3 separate regions of the Mus musculus genome follow, and all the other regions are linked to region 1. A link is a contact called in public promoter capture Hi-C data. All regions are on one chromosome and are shown on one strand. Each heading gives the region's core, a stretch centred on a gene start, on an enhancer-like site or on the middle of the called end of the contact. The rest is flanking DNA. Distances are from core to core; before and after follow the strand shown. Region 1 holds the start of Ubxn7 (UBX domain protein 7). Region 2 has its middle 8.9 kb from the start of Gm34766. Region 3 holds the start of Tnk2os (tyrosine kinase, non-receptor 2, opposite strand).

Region 1 (3,965 bases), core at 692-3,191:
AAAGTGAGTTCCAGGACAGCCAGGGCTATACAGAGAAACCCTGTCTCAAAAAAACCAAAAAAGAAAAAAGAAAAGAAAAGAAAAAAAAAAAAAAGAAGAAGAAGAAGAAATAATGTGAGATTAAAACAATTGAGTTTCCAATTCACAGATGAAAATAAAGTAATAGTAACTTGCCCAAAAATCCTAAGGTTAAATAGTAAGACCTTAAACTATATTTATAAAATCCAAAGAAAGATTAATATTTCTCTGTGTGACTCACTAGATTTTTTTTTTTTTTTTAGGCAAGCAATGTAGCAGTATTAACTTGTATACACAGAAATCTAGTTTCTTTCCATAATGTTGGTTTGGTAAGGCACTGGGAAATCCACATGTTATTATAAATAAAATAACCCCACCACAAAGCTTAACAACATTTCAGTTATCTTACTTTTCACCTCAATTTTATTACAAATCTTGTTTTACCAGCTTTGACATATTTCATGTGACAAGACAGAAAACAACGCATCAGCCACTTAATTATCGTTGCCGAACAAAAAATAAAACTAGCTTCAATTATAAAACTGCAAATAGCATGTATTGGTTAAAATAAAGATCTTACACGTCAGACTCAAGAACACAAACTAGAAAAAAAGAACACAAACTAGAAATATTCTCCGCATCAAACAAATTATTATCAAAGAAAGGATAGTCCTGTTGAGAGGGGGAACTAACTTTCTGACCTCTTTTCAAAATGACAAACTAGAACAGCAAAATCACACTCAGGCACATGGAGTACTGTTCTCTCAAATCACTCCACAGAGAACTTCATCATTTGCTCCGCCCTCTAATAACTCATGCAAAAAAAGTTCAGCACCATCGGAGAGAAACAAGACATAGCGCATTCACAGAATGGCTTAAAGTCTTTCCTCCCGGCGGGTAAGAGAACCTGCGTTTGCCCTTCGTCGGGGTCCGAAGGGAAAGAGAAACCTAGGCCTAAGGTTTCACGGATACTGACACCTAGAAACAGATTTCTCTGCAAGAAGTTTCTGCCGCCATCCCCATTTTATCAGCAAAGACTCGGGCGCCATCGTCTCGATGTTTGGTTTTATTATGAGGAGGTGGGAAAGGCCACCCAGGATTACTTTAGGCCTCACACACACACTAAGCTCAGGGTTCCCCCCCCCCCTATTCCTATGTGAAACCCTCGGTCCCTAAGGTGCCCCTCCGCACCCCTTGTTCCCGGCGGCAAGTCCCCCGGGATGTGTGAAGGCGCAGCAGAACCCACCCGCCTCACCGTTAAAGCGAGACGGCCCTCACACGGCAGGGCCACCGCCAAGGCTCCGGGGGGGCCCAGCGAGGGGAAGGGTAGGCCGGGGCCGAGGGACAGGGACGATGACCTGGCCGGGAAGAGAGGATGGCATGGGGGGAACGGACTGCACCGCCTGGTCCGCGGGCAGCACGATACCGAGAGGAGGTGATGAGGGAGGAAGAGGGCGGTGGCCCGGGTGCGGCCCCCTACTCCTCCGGCCCGCAGGTCCCGGGCCCCTGGCACCGCGGGCTCGGCCCATCCCCTGTACTGGACCGGCTGGGGGCGTGGGGGGCCTGTCTGGGAATAAGGGGAGACCGAATCCAGGGACTGAGGGGCACGCGCGGGGTGGGGGCGGGGGAAACCTGCCTCCCGCCTGAACCGCAGACCCCGGCCGCCGCCGCCGTCGTCGCCTGTGCCTCAGGAGAGGGCAGGAGCTGAGGGGAGAGCCCGAGTGAGGAATGCACCAAGGTGAGGCGAAGCCCGGGACAGCCCCGACAGCCTCCCCGTAGCCGACTCTTCACCTTCCCGTAACCGCGTCTCTTACCGGTGATGGCGGTGAACTGCTGGATTAACCCCTTCAGCGCCGACGACGCCGCGGAGCCCCCGTGGGCAGCCATCTTACCGCCGCCGCCGCCGCCGCGGAACAACAACACAGACACACACGGGGCTCCCTCCCCCACTCCGCGGCGTGCTGTGCGCAGGCGCACTGGCAGGCCCGAAGCTCCGCCCTCTCCCTGTCTGTGCGCGTTTTGCGCAGGCGTACTCTCCGCGAGCCGCCGCTTTGGTTTGAAGCCTGTGCTGCTGGCTGGTAGCTATTCTTTGAAACATTTGGTGCCTTCTCTGAATTCCGGAGATATCCTCCTAAGTACCGCATTGAATCCCAACATCCCAAAGAATCTTCAGACCTGAAATACCAAACTCTTGATGAAACGCTCAGGGTTTCACATAAAGTAGGTATTTTGTTTGGTTTTATGTGACGTTTCTTAAATTCTAAAGTGTAAGTTAATAGCTTAGTAAAAAATGAACCAGTCTATAGTAGACTTTAGTAAATGATTGTTCGCTCTGTTTTTCTTCAACAAATGTCTCAGTATATCTCCCCCCAGGCTCATTCTTACTTTCTAAAGATATTAAATCGGGAGGTTTTTTGGGGGGGGAGTTGTTTTTTATCCTTAAACAAAGATATATGCAGATACAGTAAATAAAATAAAGAGAACACTGGAAAGTGGTCCTGAAAACACCGATAATAGTTACAACTAAAAAAGAACTTGATGAGCCGGGCAGTGGTGGCACATTCCTTTAATCCCAGCACTTGGGAGACTGAGGCAGGCGGATTTCTGAGTTTGAGGCCAGCTTGGTCTACAGAATGACAAGGACAGCCAGGGCTACACAGAAAAACTCTGTCTCGAAAAAAAAACATGATGAAAGGGGCATTAGGAGGGCTGATGAGATGACTCGGCAGTTGAGAGCACTGACTGCTCTTCCCAAGGTCCTCAGTTCAAATCCCAGCAACTACATGGTGGCTCACAACCATCCGTAATGAGGTCTGATGCCCTTTTCTAGAATGTCTGAAGACAGCTACAGTGTACTTACATTTAAATAAATAAATCTTTAAAAAAACAAAAGAAAGAAAAAAGAAAGGGGCATTTAGCTTAGTTTTCATACTTTATTTTTAAATAAGGTAATAGTGTGTAACTTGCACAATTCTAAATACTTATTGCATTGCTGGTGTGTCAACTTGACACAAGCTAGAGTCGTGAGAGAAAAAGGAGCCTCAGGGGAGGAAAAGCCTCCATGAGATCCAGCTGTATTTTCTCAGTGAGTGACCAGTGAAAGTGGGCCCGCCTATGGGCGGTGCCATGCCTGGACTGGTGGTCCCTGCTTTTATAAGCAAGCAGGCTAGCACACCATGGGAAGCAAACCAGTTAACAGCACCCCTCCATGGCCTCTACCTCAGCTCCTGCCTCCAGGTTCCTGCCCTGTTTTTTCAGTGGTTAACAGCAATGTAGAAGTATAAGCCAAATAAACCCTTTCCTCCCCAACTTGCTTTATGGCCAAGGTGTTTCATGACAACAATAGAAATCCTGACCAATTTCAGTTATTTAGGATAGTTTTTATTTATACTTTGATGGTTTCATATATGTTTATCGGGTATCTTGATCATATCCACCTCTACCTCCTTACTCATTTTCCCCTGGACATTCTTACACATCCCTCCCACTTTCACGTGCCCCCACCCCCACATCAACTCCATTGAGCCTAATCCATGAATGCTACCTCCTGGATGGCTGCCTCTTACCAGCTTGATCTTGGGTGGGTAACCGTAACTGCAGTGAGTTCTTGAGTGTAGCAGCCTTGCCATGTCCTAGAGACAGCCCCTCTCCCATCCTCCGACTCTTATGTTCTCTCTGCCCTCTCCTTGTCTTTCCCTGAGCCTTGATGAGGTTAACATAGATGCCACAGTTAGGGCTGAGCACTCAATAGTCACTTTCAGTTCTTGACCAGTTTCTTTTTTTTTTTCTTTCTTTCTTTCTTTCTTTTTTTTTTTTTTTTTTTTTGAGATAGGGTTTCTCTGTGTAGCCCTGGCTGTCCTGGAACTCACTCTGTAGACCAGGGTGGCCTCGAACTCAGAAATCCGCCTGCCTCTGCCTCCCTGGTGCTGGGATTAAAGGCGTGCGCC
Region 2 (3,965 bases), core at 439-2,938, 360 kb before region 1:
TGTGAGGCCCCACCCCCTCTCACGTTCCCCGGGATCTTTAAAAATACCTTAAGAATCTCAGTTCTTTCCTTTAGAAACATACAGACTCGAGAAAAAGAGATCTACTTTCCTGAAAATACATTCATAAACACGTCAAAATAATTCATTAAAAACGTAGAAATGAGCCCGGCGGTGGTGGCGCACGCCTTTAATCCCAGCACTTGGGAGGCAGAGGCAGGTGGATTTCTGAGTTCGAGGCCAGCCTGGTCTACAAAGTGAGTTCCAGGACAGCCAGGGCTACACAGAGAAACCCTGTCTCAAAAAAAACAAAAACAAAACAAAACAAAAAAAAACATAGAAATGCGTGGAGAGCCGTGAGCAATTGCCATCACAAGCCTCCGCTGTGCCTAACTGGTAAACAAGTAATGTGCGCAGGTGCAAGAGTAAATTCGTGCGAAGTTACTGCCCATCCCGGGGCGTAGTAGTGGGGTAATGAGTGAGCAGCTAATCAGGAGCTGACATGTCACATGGAGGGGTATATAAGCAGCATCATTTTCCTTGTTTGGGGTTGTTCTTCTTTCGCCTATGCAATCAATGCTCTCCCAGTAAACGTGTGCAGAAGGATCCTGTTGCAGCGTCATTCTTCCTGGCCAGTTGAGCGTGTGCAAGAGAAATGTTAACAAAATAATGTCTTACACAACAAGAGTTTATCCACAGAAGGCAAAGTATGTAGTGTTTCAAGGATGTTCAAGATGAAAAGTCAGTAGCATAAAACGTGAACAATTTAAAAGTAGTTTACAGTGCTGGAGATATTGGATCAGTAGATGAGAGAGTCTGCTACTCTTGCAGAGGAACCATGTTCTGTTCCCAGAACTTACCTGTGGTTGCTCACAGTTTCCTGGAATCCGGTTCCAGGGGAGCTGACGCGCTCTTCTCGTCTCAGACACATACGCATACACACAGGAAATCATACATACATACATACATACATACATACATACATACATACATACATGCACAGACATACAGGCAAACACTCATGCATATAAAATAAAAATAAATAAATCTTAAAAAAATAAGAAGCAGTTTATAATTTAACATTCACCAGATGTACTTATTTTTATAAGATTAATACATACATGTCTGCACAGATAAAACTAATATATCAAGTTTCACGTATTTTTCTGACTAATTAACTTTTCTAATGCGCTCTGCTGACTGTCCCAATTCTACAATGGGCATTACAGCAGTCATAAAAAACAACAAAGAGTAGCCAGGCGTGGTGGTGCACGCCTTTAATCCCAGCACTCAGAGGCAGAGGCAGGCGGATTTCTGAGTTCAAGGCCAGCCTGGTCTACAGAGTGAGTTCCAGGACAGCCAGGGCTGTACAGAGAAACCCTGTCTCGAAAAAACAAAAACAAAAACAAAACAAAACAAAACAAAACAGCCCTGACTGCTCTTCCAGAGGTTCTGAGTTCAAATCCCAGCAACCACATGGTGGCTTAAAACCATCCGTAATGGGATCTGATGCCCTCTTCTGGGGTGTCTGAAGACAGCTACAGTGTACTTACATATAATAAACAAACAAACAAACTTTAACAAACAAAAACCAAAGAAGACAAATAGAAGGAAGGTCAACACAGCACAAGGGAGTAGTGCCGGGACTTCCGGTGGAGTCGCTGCGTGCTCTGCCTGAGCCTTTAATATCCTAGCACTTAACTCCTGGAGCACTGGTTTCTCTCCCTGGCTCTGGTTGGCCTCCTTCAGAGCCTCCATAACTGTCCATAGAAACAGGGTTCTAATGTCCTTTCTCTTTGCATTAGACCCTAGCTGATCCCCGTTTTGTACCAGATGGTAGGCGAACATATTCCTTCCCAAGTTTACCTGGGCTGAGTCCCTACCAGCAGGGTTTAGACTCTTAAATGATTTGCTGGGAAACGACTTCATACAACCTTAGCCCCCTACACTCTCAAATTTAACTCAAATGGGTAGTGTCTCATCTTACCGGTAGGTGGCGCTGTCGACACAAACGTGCAATTGCTCAGGTTCTGCAGATCAGTTTCAAGCAATCCTTGATACAGAGTATCCAAATATAAGGCCCTGGGAGCAAAGGTACTATCTACTACCTCCACTACTTACATCTGTCTCATACATGTTTGAGAAACGGAATAAATTTAAGGAAAAACCGCACAGTTTAGTTTCTCATCTTAGCATTTTACCTGGCGGCGGCTGGCAGCTGCGGGACCGCCATTGAGAACTCCTGCATCCAGAAGCCAGGGGAGCCATTCTCCAAGTTCAAAGTTCCATAAAAACTAAATTGCTTCAAATTAAAAACACCTTTTGCCTCCAAAGTGCAAGGGGGGGGGCATGCTAGATTCTTCTTTCCCTTTGGCCACACTATTGTTAAGTGGATCAATCCAGCTTAAAGAGAGTGTCCTCCTCCACCCCCATCTACAGACCAAAAGGAACCCAGCAGGCTTGTTATTCACCAGGATATGAGAAGCACCTTCAAACCTTCAACCTCTCTCCCCCAAACCCCAACAAAAAGAGAATGGGTCAGGAGCAAGCCAGTCCATTCTGTGAGCTAACAGCTAACCACTGAAACACGGTCACCCCATGTCACTTTCCTGGTAATTTTATTATCTACCAAGTCAGCAGAGTCGCTTTCTGGGGAACCACCTCCCTGGGTACACAATGACACAGAGCATTTGCCATTTTGCCACAATGATGTCACTCCCAGGGGCACAGACTGTCTATTCAGCTTGTGTTCTGTCAACAGGGCTGACAGATTGCCCAACAAACCCTGAGTTTATTCCCCAGGCTGGGTAAACCCGAATCGGCTTCTGCTACACACAGTAACATTGCAAGAGCTAGCAGGTTGACCAGGCAAAAACCAACAGGAAGACCTGGGGTGTAGGAAACACAGCCAAAACAGTGCATTGCATTCCTGATTCATTCTCTCTCTCTCTCTCTCTCTCTCTCTCTCTCTCTCTCTCTCTCTCTCTCTCTCTCTCACACACACACACACACACACACACACACACACACACACAAACAACCGCAGTGTCCTGCTCCTACAAAAGCCTTCTGAAATACACTCTTTACAACAGATTCTTACATGCTGGCAACTCACGCAACAGTGTTTTGTTTGTTTGTTTGTTTGTTTTTTGTTTTTTTTTAAGTTTTCTTAAATAGAGTTAAAAAATGATCTATAGGGCTGGAGAGATGGCTCAGCAGTTAAGAGCACTGACTGTTCTTCCAAAGGTCCTGAGTTCAATTCCCAGCAACCACATGGTGGCTCACAACCATCCATAATGAGATCTGACGCCCTTTTCTGGTGTGTCTGAAGACAGCTACAGTGCACTCACATATGATGAATGAATGGATCTTTAAAGTTAAAAAAAATGATCTATAAGATATCTCTGAGTGTAACAAAACAAACACACAAACAAAACAACAACAACAAACTGTTGTTGCCAAAAGCGGCCTTGTTGGTTTGTTAAGGCAAACTGAGAGCATTAGGGTGGAGATTGGGGCAGAGTGGCTGATGCTTGATGCTAAGCTCCTGATTTGTCAGAACCGGCAGGATTCGTTTAGTGGGTGGCCTGTCACTCGGCAGAATGTCCTCTCTGCCTTACTGAGCTCTAGTGCCCAGAGCCATGCTCTCCAGGTAAAGCCACTCTTTCCTTCCAAAAGATCAGCAGGCCAGACGACACTTACTCTATTATCTTATGTGCGTGGACTTGACCTGCATCCTTGGTCTTTGCACCGTGTGTCTGTCTCCCTCACACCTGCAGAGGCCAGAAGAGAATCAGATGCCCTAGAAGTGGAGTTATAGATGGTTGAATTGCCATGCAATAACTTAGAATTGATCCCGTGTCCTCTGGAAGAGCAGCCAGTGCTCTTTTTTTTTTTTTTTTTTTTTTTTTTTTTTAAGTTTTTTTCGAGACAGGGTTTCTCTGTATAGCCCTGGCTGTCCTGGAACT
Region 3 (3,965 bases), core at 398-2,897, 340 kb before region 1:
AACTCCATGTTCGTTTCTGACCTGTCCCTTCAGTCACCCCCAAGAATCTAAACCCCAGAATAAAGCATTCCAAAGAGGCCCAGGCTAAAAACTCCAAAGATAACTCATGTCAAGGGCCAGCCATTCCTATGGGCACATCTTGCCAGTGAGCAGTAGAAAATCCAGAGATGACAGCACTAGGCAGTACCCTGGTAAACCCCTTTGCCACTTGTGGCGGGAAACTGGAGCAGGCAGGAGGAAGAGTGCGTCTGGGAGCCCAGACTGCAGGTAGCCCTCTGGCCTTCCCTCCCACCCAGCCACTCACCATCTTCATGGGTAGTGTGAGCACCACACCATACAAGCGAATGAGGTTTCGGTGGTCTAGTGAATGCATGGCATTGACCTCCCGGATGAAGTCGTCCATGGCCTCTGGCTGGCTCAGCACGTCAGGCTTCAGGCACTTGACGGCCACACTCACCTGCCCAGTGCAGGATTAGCAGGGCGTTAGACCTTCATGGTTCCCAACACTGAGCTAACTGCACCTTCCAACTCAGAGTAAAGCCCCTTGCGTCAGACCTGTTCATCTGAGTGCACAAGCATGCCATCAGTTTATATCCTACATCCTCTGCACTGCAAGAGGGTGGCAGCTGACTGACCTCTAAAGGTCACTAAATGTGGGCCTCTTCTTTCTGGGCAAATTCCCAAATTAGCAGTGACAATAAATTAAGAGATGAGCAATATAAAGACAGAACAATAATATAGTTGAACTATAATGCCATAATCTATGGATGCCCCCCACCTTGGAAAAAGGGGTGCTGAGTGGCCAGGGCTTGACAAATCCTGCTGGGTGCTAGCAATATTAATATACTGTCTGGGAAGTGCATCTGGCCCTATATATTTACAATAATCTGTATCCCCCCACACCCCATACGTGTATGTTTGTGTGTGGTTATCCACTAGGGAGTTTTAATTAAGAGAAAAAAGGCTATGACTTAAATATGTAAATCTAATTTCTATCTTAGTGATGAGACATAGCTCAGTGGCACAGCACTTGCTTCAAAGCTGATCCAAGACCATGAAGGAAGGAAAGGATAAAGGGACAGAAAATACTTTGTCACTGCAGGTTCAAAGCCACCCTGGTCTACCCAAGATGCTGTCTCACAACAAATCCCTGCAGGGGTTGGGGTGGCAGGAGGGGGCGCTGCAGCCCTGCCTCAGCCGGGCAGTGGGAGCTGCAGGCCTTTGCCTTTCATTTTTCCGTGTCCAATCTTTCATAGTAAGCAAACTATCTTTAGACTTGAAAAAAAGAAATCACTGTGCTCAGTTAAACCTGAACATGGCTCAAAAGGTGAGTACTTTCACAACTGTCCCTAGTCACTTGTCGCCTGACAGAAGGGGAGAGGTGCCCACCCCAGAGCTCACCGTCTTCCCTGCGGGGGCGTCCCATTCACCCCTGCGCACCACGCCAAAGGAGCCATCCCCCAGCTTCTCCAGCAGGCGTAGGTCTTTCTCCCCAATGAGGCAGGTGAGGCTCTGCAGGGTCCCCTCCCCTGGCAGGCTCCCTGGGGTGGGGGAGGGCTTCCGGAAGGTGCTCTGAGAGTGCTGGGAAGGGAACTCGGCCTCCAACCGCTTTCCACTGAACACCTGTTTGAAAGCAGCCAGAAGCCAGATGGAACCCAGGGCCCCAGAGGCACTCAGTCCCACCCTACTGGTAAGCCTCAGACAGCTCCTGGCTTTGCCAAGCTGCCAGGGGCAGCCTGTTAAAGGCACACACTTCTAGCGTACACCCTAACGGGGAACCCACAGCTGAAGCCTCAGGGTAGTCGTCAAAAACAGATGAAGATGCTGCTTGTGGATGAAGTTAACCCCAAAACGGTCTGTGAAGACAGAGATAGCCCAAAGCCCTCCAGGTACACCCCCAAGCCCCAGCCCTGGCAGCCCTGGCCTTCAGCTCCTCCCCATCTTACCCTTCCCTTCCTGAACCTCCTAAACGGCACAGCCTCTTGCCCCTAGCATACAAAGAGAGGGTAGGAGCCCGAGGGGCCCTCCAAACACCTCCCTGTCCATTTTTAGCCCTGGCCCCTTCTCTGGGTTAACCATTTGGCACTGTCTGTCTCTATCCTCCCTGGGGAGTCGGCTGCCCTTCATCCTGCCCAGGGGAGAAGATAATTTTAGTCTGAGGTTGACCCATGAGTATGTGTTATGTGTGTGTATGTAGTGCAAATGAAGCCAGTCTTTGCTGGAGAAGGGCCTGGAAAGACAGCTGGATTTCTGGAGGGGCGCCTAGAGCCAAGGGCTGAGAAGGAAGGAAGACTAGAGGGGTCTCCAAGGCCTGTTTTGGAGAAAGAAGGGCCAAAGGTCAAGAGACAGGAAGAGGGGGGCTATGAAGGAACTCACCTGGCCATGCAATCTGACTTGGCCCCTCCACTGGGCATCTAAAGCTCTAGTGCCAGGCTACAGACTCTTCTCGTTGCCCTCAGAGCTGGCCAACCTTACCCGTGTGTGCTGAGTGATAGGTTCTTTCTCCCCAGCTGGTGAAGTGAGCCAACTCAAGCCACATTAGAGTGGTCATGGGGAAAGTGGGGGTATGGGCGGAAAAGAGAAAGAAAGAGAGGGTGTGCACAGAGAGAAGAAAGGGGCGGGAGGGAGAGAAGGAGATAGACAGACAGACAGAAAGAGTCAGAGAGAGATGGAAATGTCTGGGTTACTAGGGAAGAGCCTCTGGGAGAAGGGCAGCCCCTGGGCTGGAAAGTTCTGAGTTGGGGGTGGGGGGTGGGGCGGGCAGAGTATGCCAGGTAGGGACTGAGGGATGCTGGGAGACCCTGGAGGCCAGGTCTGCTTTGGTATGTAAAATATGCCCCTCAGCCCCTTGTCCCGAAATCAAACACTAAGGGCAGCTCAAATCTGAGGACCTGTTTGGACTTTGTCCCCTCCTCCCAGTATTTTCCTAATATTTGCCAATAAGTTCAATTTACAAGATCTACTTTCGCCACTGCAGCCACGAGGCCCTTTGCACAGTCCTACATGGTAAGCTGGGTAATGGAGCCAATGCTGGTTTACCAAAGACATGACAATTTTAGAAAGGACCACTGATCACCCAGAGACCTACTATGAACTGGGGTAAGATCCAAAATTCCCACACTGCTTTTCTCTATTGTCAATAGGTCGCCACACATTCATCCTCTGCAAAAACCTGGGCGATGGACCAGGACTGTGTCCCCAGAAAAGGCCACAGGCTCTCAAGAGACAGCCCCTTTGCCAGACTGCAGCCAGAAAATTTCTACTGCCCAATCCCAGTCCAGCTGTTCTGCCCTGCTCACCCCTCACCCCAGTTCTGAGGCCAGAAGTAGAGAGAGAGGCCCTGGCTGGCTCACTTCCTCTCTCATTGTCTTCCAGACAATGGGCAAAGTTCCACTGAGTCAGATCAGGGACTCACAACACTAAAGACCCAACTTAGGGGGTGGGGAGGAGCTGTGGGGAAGGAAGCTGTCAGCAGAGCCAGATGACCACAGGAACCTGAAGAGCGGAGAGCACAGGGAAGTGTTGGGGGGCAGACAGAACAAGGCAAAGATGTCCAGACAGTCCCCTCTACCCCTTTCTGGACACTGGCCTGACACTCAAAGGAAGGAACACTTATCAACAAGTCCCAGCTCCGGCACCCAGAGAGGCTGTGAAACCCTTACTGCACACAGGCCGTTCACCGGTCTGTCTGTGGCGGAGACAGACACTTAGCCAGGCAGCACCACAAGTGTCCTGTCAGATAAGAGCTTGGAGGAGGAAAGTCTGTACAAAGTGTGAGGCAATCGGTGAGATTATACCTCTGGGCAGCAGGAGAAGGCTCCTGAGCCTGCCAGCAGCGGGAGGCCCTTGGGTGCCCCACCACCCCCTCACACCCTTCTCACACACACCTTGCTCATCCATGACTTGCGTTTGCACATGGCCTTCCTCCTCTTCACGGCCTCCCACAGCCGCCTCTGGCCTGCAAG

The links. Promoter capture Hi-C pulls out the DNA fragments that hold promoters and counts their contacts. Capture Hi-C pulls out chosen DNA fragments and counts their contacts.
Region 2: a contact with region 1 is called in a promoter capture Hi-C map of embryonic stem cells, with 2.5 times the contacts expected there. The contact joins the enhancer-like site here to the promoter of Ubxn7 in region 1. A contact is called at or near these places in 8 of 39 promoter capture datasets (the 3T3-L1 cell line, 3T3-L1-derived adipocytes, the C10 cell line and 4 more), 1 of 15 datasets of contacts at CTCF or cohesin (the NIH/3T3 cell line), 1 of 115 datasets of contacts at active chromatin or transcription factors (extraembryonic endoderm stem cells) and 1 of 9 other capture datasets (macrophages).
Region 3: a promoter capture Hi-C map of adipose tissue shows a contact between it and region 1. The contact joins the promoter of Tnk2os here to the promoter of Ubxn7 in region 1. A contact is called at or near these places in 2 of 115 datasets of contacts at active chromatin or transcription factors (acute myeloid leukemia and effector CD8 T cells) and 3 of 9 other capture datasets (adipose tissue, embryonic stem cells and macrophages).

Annotation. Positions count from the first base shown.
Region 1 is chr16:32,330,228-32,334,192 of GRCm38.p6, reverse strand. Ubxn7 (UBX domain protein 7) reads right to left here and starts at 1,941. Exons shown (of 11, transcript NM_177633.4): 1 at 1,833-1,941. The coding sequence starts at 1,905.
Region 2 is chr16:32,687,739-32,691,703 of GRCm38.p6, reverse strand. No RefSeq gene overlaps it. Among named protein-coding and RNA genes, the nearest start is that of Gm34766, 8.9 kb to the left of the region's middle. Within about 2 kb of position 1,688, at least 38 of the 459 cell types and tissues checked have an H3K27ac peak or open chromatin away from gene starts, as enhancers often do. A contact at or near this core is called in embryonic stem cells and extraembryonic endoderm stem cells, where this site is marked.
Region 3 is chr16:32,665,879-32,669,843 of GRCm38.p6, reverse strand. Tnk2os (tyrosine kinase, non-receptor 2, opposite strand) reads left to right here and starts at 1,647. Exons shown (of 3, transcript NR_033493.1): 1 at 1,647-1,889; 2 at 3,144-3,965. It overlaps Tnk2 (tyrosine kinase, non-receptor, 2), which reads right to left. Exons shown (of 16, transcript NM_016788.3): 3 at 3,888-3,958; 4 at 1,402-1,623; 5 at 305-457.